Linked DNA regions of Gossypium arboreum: region 1 is linked to region 2. The links are chromatin contacts, called in public Hi-C maps. All regions are on one chromosome and are shown on one strand. Each heading gives the region's core, a stretch centred on a gene start, on an enhancer-like site or on the middle of the called end of the contact. The rest is flanking DNA. Distances are from core to core; before and after follow the strand shown.

Region 1 (3,607 bases), core at 520-3,019, 500 kb after region 2:
TCATCATTACATTACATAACATAACATGATTCAATCCAATTCAAGGCCAATTTCATATTTTTATCAAGTTACACTAGTTTCAGTTCTGTTTAATTTAGTCCTCTATTTCAACAAGCAATCTCAATATCATACTATGCAAAACAATATAAATATGAAACAATTAAAATGATTCAAATAATAGAAATACAAACCGAAGACTCAAGTTACTTGTTGTTGGCTCTCGTATTTCTTTTCCCTTTTGACGGCCCTGCGTCGTCTTTAGCTACGAATAATAATCCAACAGTACAAAACATCAAATTCCAATTCAAATCACAACCAAATACAAAGTCACACATATTTTGCAATTTATTCTATTTAGTCTCTAAACCCGAGACAAGCATAACTTTCAATCTAAACCCTCAAATTAAAATTCGATTTCACCTATTTTCATTAGGGACCTTCTATTTCCTATTCCTACCAAGATTTCATAATAGTTTTTCATTTTATTCAATTTGATCCCTATTGTACAAACTATTAATTAAACTTTACAATTTAGTCCTTTTTAAACTAATCTTAATTTCTATCAAATTCTCACAAATTTCATCAATTTCTCAACTATGGAAACTTTAAAAACATTGACAGTTTCACAATTTAATACATGTGTTAGCTAGTTCAAGCCCCTATGACCTCAAATCTATAAAAATTAATAAAAAATGACCAGGGACTTATTTAGCCAAGAGCTTCAAAGTTAGCAAAAATAGTGTTTTACTTTTATGTTTCTTTTTTGTTGAGATGAAGAAGATGAAACTCTCATCTCTCTTTCCTCTAATTGCATTTTATACTATGGTTTTAATTTAATTAAACTAGTTTAATTAAATTAACCTTAATTATTTAAGCTTAATAAATAATTAAATTAAGTAAATGACGCCATCCATCAATGCCCACTAACATATATTTAAAATCGGTATGTTTTCTATTATAGTCCTTTGGTTAATTGTAATTTAAGTCTCCAAGTCTTATTCTAATTAAAATATATAGTAATTAGACTTTTACAATTTAGTCCCTAAGCCTTAATTACTCACAATTTCAATTAAATCACTTAACTAAATTTCAATTAATCAATACAATAACTCTACAAATATCTCTATTAAATATTACAGATTTAGTTTACGAAAACGAAATTCTGAAACGTCATTTTCTAATACTAATAGAAACCAAATCGTTACATTTTACTAGCTTTTAGACTCAACCTCAAAAGCTAAAAAAATAAAGCTTTTGGCTTTTGACTTGTGAATGCAAAATTGTCAAAATATCCTCATTTATTTCATCCCAACAAATTGAAATTTAATTGATTGTGACATAATATACAACTAAATAAATCCATATCATTCAAATATATTTTTAAGCTTGAACTTAGCATTTAGCAATGAACATGTAAATTATTCTAAAACAAGAGCAATGAGCATGTAAATTAATAAAAAAAATTTCTCTAATATAGTTTATATGTTTAAATTAAAGTTTACAAATAATTTATATTAATTGCTTTAAAACTATTTAAATTTTATATTTTATATATTAAATTATTAAATTATTTAAATACTATTTAACTTATTTTTAAGTTCCAATATCATATTTAAAAAATATATTTTTTAATAACAGTGAACAACATTTGAAATTAACAAATCGTATCGTTTTGAAAAGCAATTTTTAACAATGGTGACCTAGCCCCAAGTGTAATGGATTAAAACGCAGCGTTTTGGAATTTTAAGTAAATTGAATATCTCAATTGCTGTTGTCGAATTTCGACCACAAGGTTAGGTGAAGTTCAGTTCAATGATAGCATACAAAAAAACGTGCGGATACAGTTTCAAGATTACATGGCGGATTATAATTGGATAATGTTCTAAAAGGAAATTCAGCTACGGTCCTCTGCGTTTCAACTTTCAACAAGGATCAACATCATTGTCTTCAAATCTTTCTCAGTGCATTTCTTTGGTCATCCTTTTTTTTTTCTAAGAAAAAAAAAAACTCCTTATGCGAACAAACAATGGCAATGGCGGGGGATCTGTTAAGACTCACTGTATTAAATCGGCCAAAGCTCTCTCTCGGTAATGGCGCGAAACTCAAAGCTGACCGCTTTGGCTTGCTAAAACGATGCCCTCGCGGTCGTTTCCATTGTCAGCCTCGGTCAACTCCTGGATTCGTCTTGTTCAGTTCACTGGAGACTAGATTAGAGTCGGAGGAATCATCTATACAGCCGGTAGGACAGAAGCTTAAAGACCCGTCGGTTCTCCTCGATGTCAACGGGATGATGTGCGGCGGATGTGTGTCCCGAGTCAAATCGGTTATCTCTTCCGACGAGCGAGTCGAATCAGTAGTGGTCAACTTGTTGACCGAGACGGCGGCGATCAAGTTGAAGCGGGAGGTGATGGAGAGGGAAACCGCGGAGAGTGTTGCGGAGAGTATAGCTCAGAGGGTGAGCGAGTGCGGGTTCATGGCTAAGATGAGGGTTTCGGGGACTGGAATCGCGGAGAACATGAGGAAGTGGCAGGAAATGTTGAAGAAGAAAGAGGAATTGTTGGTGAAGAGTAGGAATCGAGTGGCTTTTGCTTGGACTTTGGTGGCGCTTTGTTGTGGAGCTCATGCTTCACATATTTTGCACTCCCTAGGGATTCATTTCGGCCATGGTAATTTAATTTAATGCAATTCAATTTCTTATTTAAATTTGATATGTGATAATGACGCCTATGGTTTAATTATGTTTGATTCAGGATCGTTTCTGGAAATCCTTCATAATTCTTATGTCAAAGGAGGATTGGCTTTAACGGCTTTGTTGGGTCCAGGAAGAGGTTTGTTGTTTTATCCCTTATTTTCACATGCATTAACATTTAGGCGGCATGTAAAAAATTCTATGTTTGGATATATGAATTAGAAAATTTTGGATTTATATTTGGTTTGTTATATAAGTTGTCAGGATGAATTGCATACTATAAATTAGTTAAATATTTAATATGATATGTATTTGAAATGTATAGAAACTTGCATGTCAAATTCACAAATGCCTTTAGAAATTTCAAATTCACCGTGAAAAATACCTCCACAAATTCATGAATTTGAAAAATAATCATAATATCTATCTATAGTATATATAAAGTGGCTGATTGAGTTGGTGTCAGGCTGTGAGTTACTAAAATACCTTTACTTTAAAGGGTAATCAGTATTACTTTAAAAGTGTTTTCATCTTTTCATACTCTTATATAAAATTCAAATAAAATAACTAAAAACATTATTTGCAAATTGACCACAAGACCAACAAATTCATATAAAAGACCCTTGTCACTCCACTGATAATAATTTATTGATATATTTTATAAATATTTTTAATGTAAAATCTTGGGTGTAATAATATTAGTTATATTTAAATGTGTTTTATCTCACAATTTAAACTATTTTGATAGCTAATTTTCCAAACAAAACCCATATTTAAGGAAGATATTCTTTGGTCTTTAGGCAGTTACTAGCAAAACTCTTTCTAAAGTGTCTTAATGCTGTAGTGACCGGGGAGTAAAGATTGACTTTGATCAAAGTTCTCAAAAAATGTTTTGCAGATTTGCTGGTTGATGGATTA
Region 2 (3,576 bases), core at 853-3,352:
TTCTATTTGTAATGATAGAATTCCTTACTACATTTTCATATCTTTCCTCAAAGAATATTAACAGAAACAAAATATGAATCACTATTGCTATAGAATATGAAACATTAAATAAAAGAAACTTCCTGTAAAAACTTTGCATCTTTCTGTCAAAGATATTGAAAATCATGAAGGATAAATTTGATAATTGATAAAAGGAACTATCACTTTGAGCAAGATCGTGCTGATAACGTGTTATAAAATAAAGAGAGATAGAAAGAATAAAGAACAAAGAAAATATGAAAGTAGTAGAGAATGTACTTTATTGATCAAAAGGAGTGATTTACAATGCTTCATCAGAGTCTCTATTTATAGGCATAAGAAGTATAATAGGAGTAGAGATCTAATTCTAATAACTATTAGAATTTAAAGTACATTAAAATTTTATATTGATCATGATGGACATCCACTTAATAAGATATTCATAGTAGTTTTAAAGTTTTTATTTTTAATTCATCTCTTTAATTAATAACTCTTTTATTTATAAAATCAAATAATTATTGCAAATACCATTAGTTTTAGTAACTATAATTTTTATATGTGTAATATTTATCTTTCAATCCATATCATGAGTGTAGTAAATTGCCATATTATATATTTTTGTATGTGTACTTGAAATATTTCACATATAAACATAATAATATTTGAAATATTTCACGTATAAAAATATTTTAAATATCATAACCACAATGTAGGTGAAAAACAATAATATTTGAAATAATTATTTGATTTTATAATATTAGAAATCACCATACCCCAAAATATAAGTGGAGAAAATTAATATTTGACATATAAATATTATATATAAAAAATATATCTAAAAATTAGTTAGTATTTTTAAAAATAATTACATATTCATTATTTGATTTTATAAATAAAAAGAGATGAGTTAAAAATAAAAAAGTTAAAAACAATATATTTATTAATTATAAAAATTAATTAAAATAATAAAAGATTGAAACAACATGAAATAAAAATATATATTAAAATGTTTATAAGAAAAATTAAACTTAGGACTCAATAATGAAATTACAATTATCTAATCATCTAATAAAAAGAACTAACGTGTCAAAAATATTAATTAAAAAAATAAAACCATAAAACAATATGAAATAAAAAATAAAAATGTAAGTAGAAGAAAAATCAAACCAAGACTTAAAGACAAAAACATTAACATTTAACTATTGGTTAAATAAATGATTTATTTTAATATAAATACATTCTATTTCAGCTGGCGTGATTGAAAGTGTCCTTTTCCGTTTAAAACAATATAGATAGGTAAATTAAAAAAAACACATATACTCAAATAAGTTTTTTGTTTCAGCATATATTGAAAAAATTAGCCTGGAAGATAACTTGTATGGTATTTACACGTGGAATTATTTAAATTTAGAACATAAAAAATTTGAAGGTCTCACCGTTTCAACTAAGCTTTGTTGACAAATAAAAATAAAACTTCTTTAACTATAATTAGTTACAATTGTCCCAAATTAACATCTAAATTTTAAATTGGTCATTAAATTTTAAAATATTATAATTGGGTCTTTAAAATATTAGTATTGCATCAGTCATATCCTTTTGTAAGCTTAACCATCAATTTAAGCATTAAATGTTAATTCATATTCAATGTGAGCATATTTAAAATGTATGGATCTAATTGTAAACACGTGTACCTATTTTTTGAATAAATTGAATCTAACGTGTTAAGTGTTGCAAAGCTAAAAAAAAAGATTGTTTCTTTTCAACAGTTAAATTTAAGTTATTTATGCATTATATATATACATATTTATAATTTAACCCATGTGTTTTAAATATGCTCCATATCATATTTGAGTGGCATTTAACACTAAAACTAATGCCTAAGCTGATTGAATAAATTGATTAATATGATATTGATATTTTGAGACCAAACTAAAACATTTTTTAAGTTGAGAGATCAATTTAAGATTTGGTCATAGATGCCTAATGAAAATGACCCTATACTTTTAAGATACTAATACATGTGTGGGGACGTTTGTTGTAATTAACCCTGATTAAAGATCCGGGTTTTTTTTGGTTCAAATGTGGTATTGGGTCATTTTTGAAATAAAGATTCAAAGGGTTAAACCCGATAACCCCGATGGTGGCTTGTCGGCAACGGCAATTAAAGACCAAAAAAAGACTAGCCGTAGTTGTAAAGCAACAGAAACGAAACGGACATTTTACTCACCATTTTCCCTCTTATTTCATCTCTTGGTTTCTTCTGTCTCTAATCTCCTCAGTTAACTCAAAATTACAACAATGGCAATGGCTATGGCAATGGCAGAGGCGTTATGGCTTCTCTTGTCTCCTTTTCTTTTCCTCTCTGTTTCTGCCCTTACTCAAAGTAAGTCCTGTCCCCCTTCTGGTGAAAACTAATCACTTGCAACAATGCATTTTATGTTTTCTATTTGGGGTATTGGTTCTGCCTACTGATTGATCTGCTTCATAACTATTGAAATATATCGGTTTTTTTTTTGCATTTTAATTTTTGGATTTTTTTTTCTCTAAATGCTTCTTGTTGATGTGAAATTTTAGTGAGAAAAAATATCAAACAGAAAAAATAAAATATTTGAGAATACAATGAAACTATGTGACTATTTGCATTTTGTATTAACGAAAATAGTTTACTAAACTTTGAATAGAGTACAAAAAAATCAATTTCTATAAATAATTATTATAAAAATTTCTGCAATAATTCTTTATAAAATAATCTGAGAATAGTAGAAGATGGAGGAAGAGTAGAAAGAATTTTGAGAATAGTTGTTTGGTTTTTTGGTAAGTTGGCTAGAATTTTTTCCAATGATTGTCTATTTTTATTTGACTTGATTTTCTTTTGAGTTTTTATTGTTTGTTTTCGCTGGATCTCGTGATTAAATTTGTGTCTTTTAATTGATTGATTGGTTTTTTTTATTTTGTTTCTATTTTTAGTGCTTTAATTTAGTGAGAGCAAGGAAAACAAAGGAAAGAAAATTTACTTTTTGCATTTTAGATTTCCATCCCATCATTATATTGAGATTTTTCCAAGCTTCATTACTTAGCAGAGGATTTGGGATAAATAGGTAGGGATAAAATTCATGAAAGCTTATCTATGCTAACATTATTAATTGTAGAAATGGGCTTTAGCCACTGGTTTTGATTATAATGTATATCTTATCAAGGACAGTATTTGGTCTATGTTGTGAGATGTGATCTTGTACTTTTCTTTCTTGTTTAAGATAGTATCGTTTAATTGCGGTGTTTTATGGTTTTCCAAATGTGTTTGTTGAGGTGTTTTTTTTATTAACCTTTTTGTTTTTATTATGGATGTGAAAAAAAATCCGTTTATAATTTGGTATCTTTAAGCTTCTAAATCTCAATTCGTAGTAAACAAAGAATTCAGGACATTGGTGTTTTTAGAATACTAAGTTCTAGCTCTGGTATAAACCCAGATGAAAATCTTTGATCATGAGATGAATCATGCTTATGTATGATAAGGAATAAACATCTCTTGTAGAAAGAGCTATGTTGCTTTGATTCTTC

What was found. Hi-C and Micro-C count contacts between places; a contact is called where the count stands out from the background.
Region 1: a contact with region 2 is called in a Hi-C map of leaf, with 2.6 times the contacts expected there. The contact joins the promoter of LOC108486488 here to the promoter of LOC108465445 in region 2. A contact is called at or near these places in 2 of 5 Hi-C or Micro-C datasets (both in leaf).

What each region holds. Positions count from the first base shown.
Region 1 is chr6:115,004,558-115,008,164 of ASM2569848v2, forward strand. LOC108486488 (copper-transporting ATPase PAA2, chloroplastic) reads left to right here and starts at 1,770. Exons shown (of 18, transcript XM_053029443.1): 1 at 1,770-2,666; 2 at 2,751-2,828; 3 at 3,588-3,607. The coding sequence starts at 2,027.
Region 2 is chr6:114,501,228-114,504,803 of ASM2569848v2, forward strand. LOC108465445 reads left to right here and starts at 2,103. Exons shown (of 2, transcript XM_017765770.2): 1 at 2,103-2,401. The coding sequence starts at 2,317.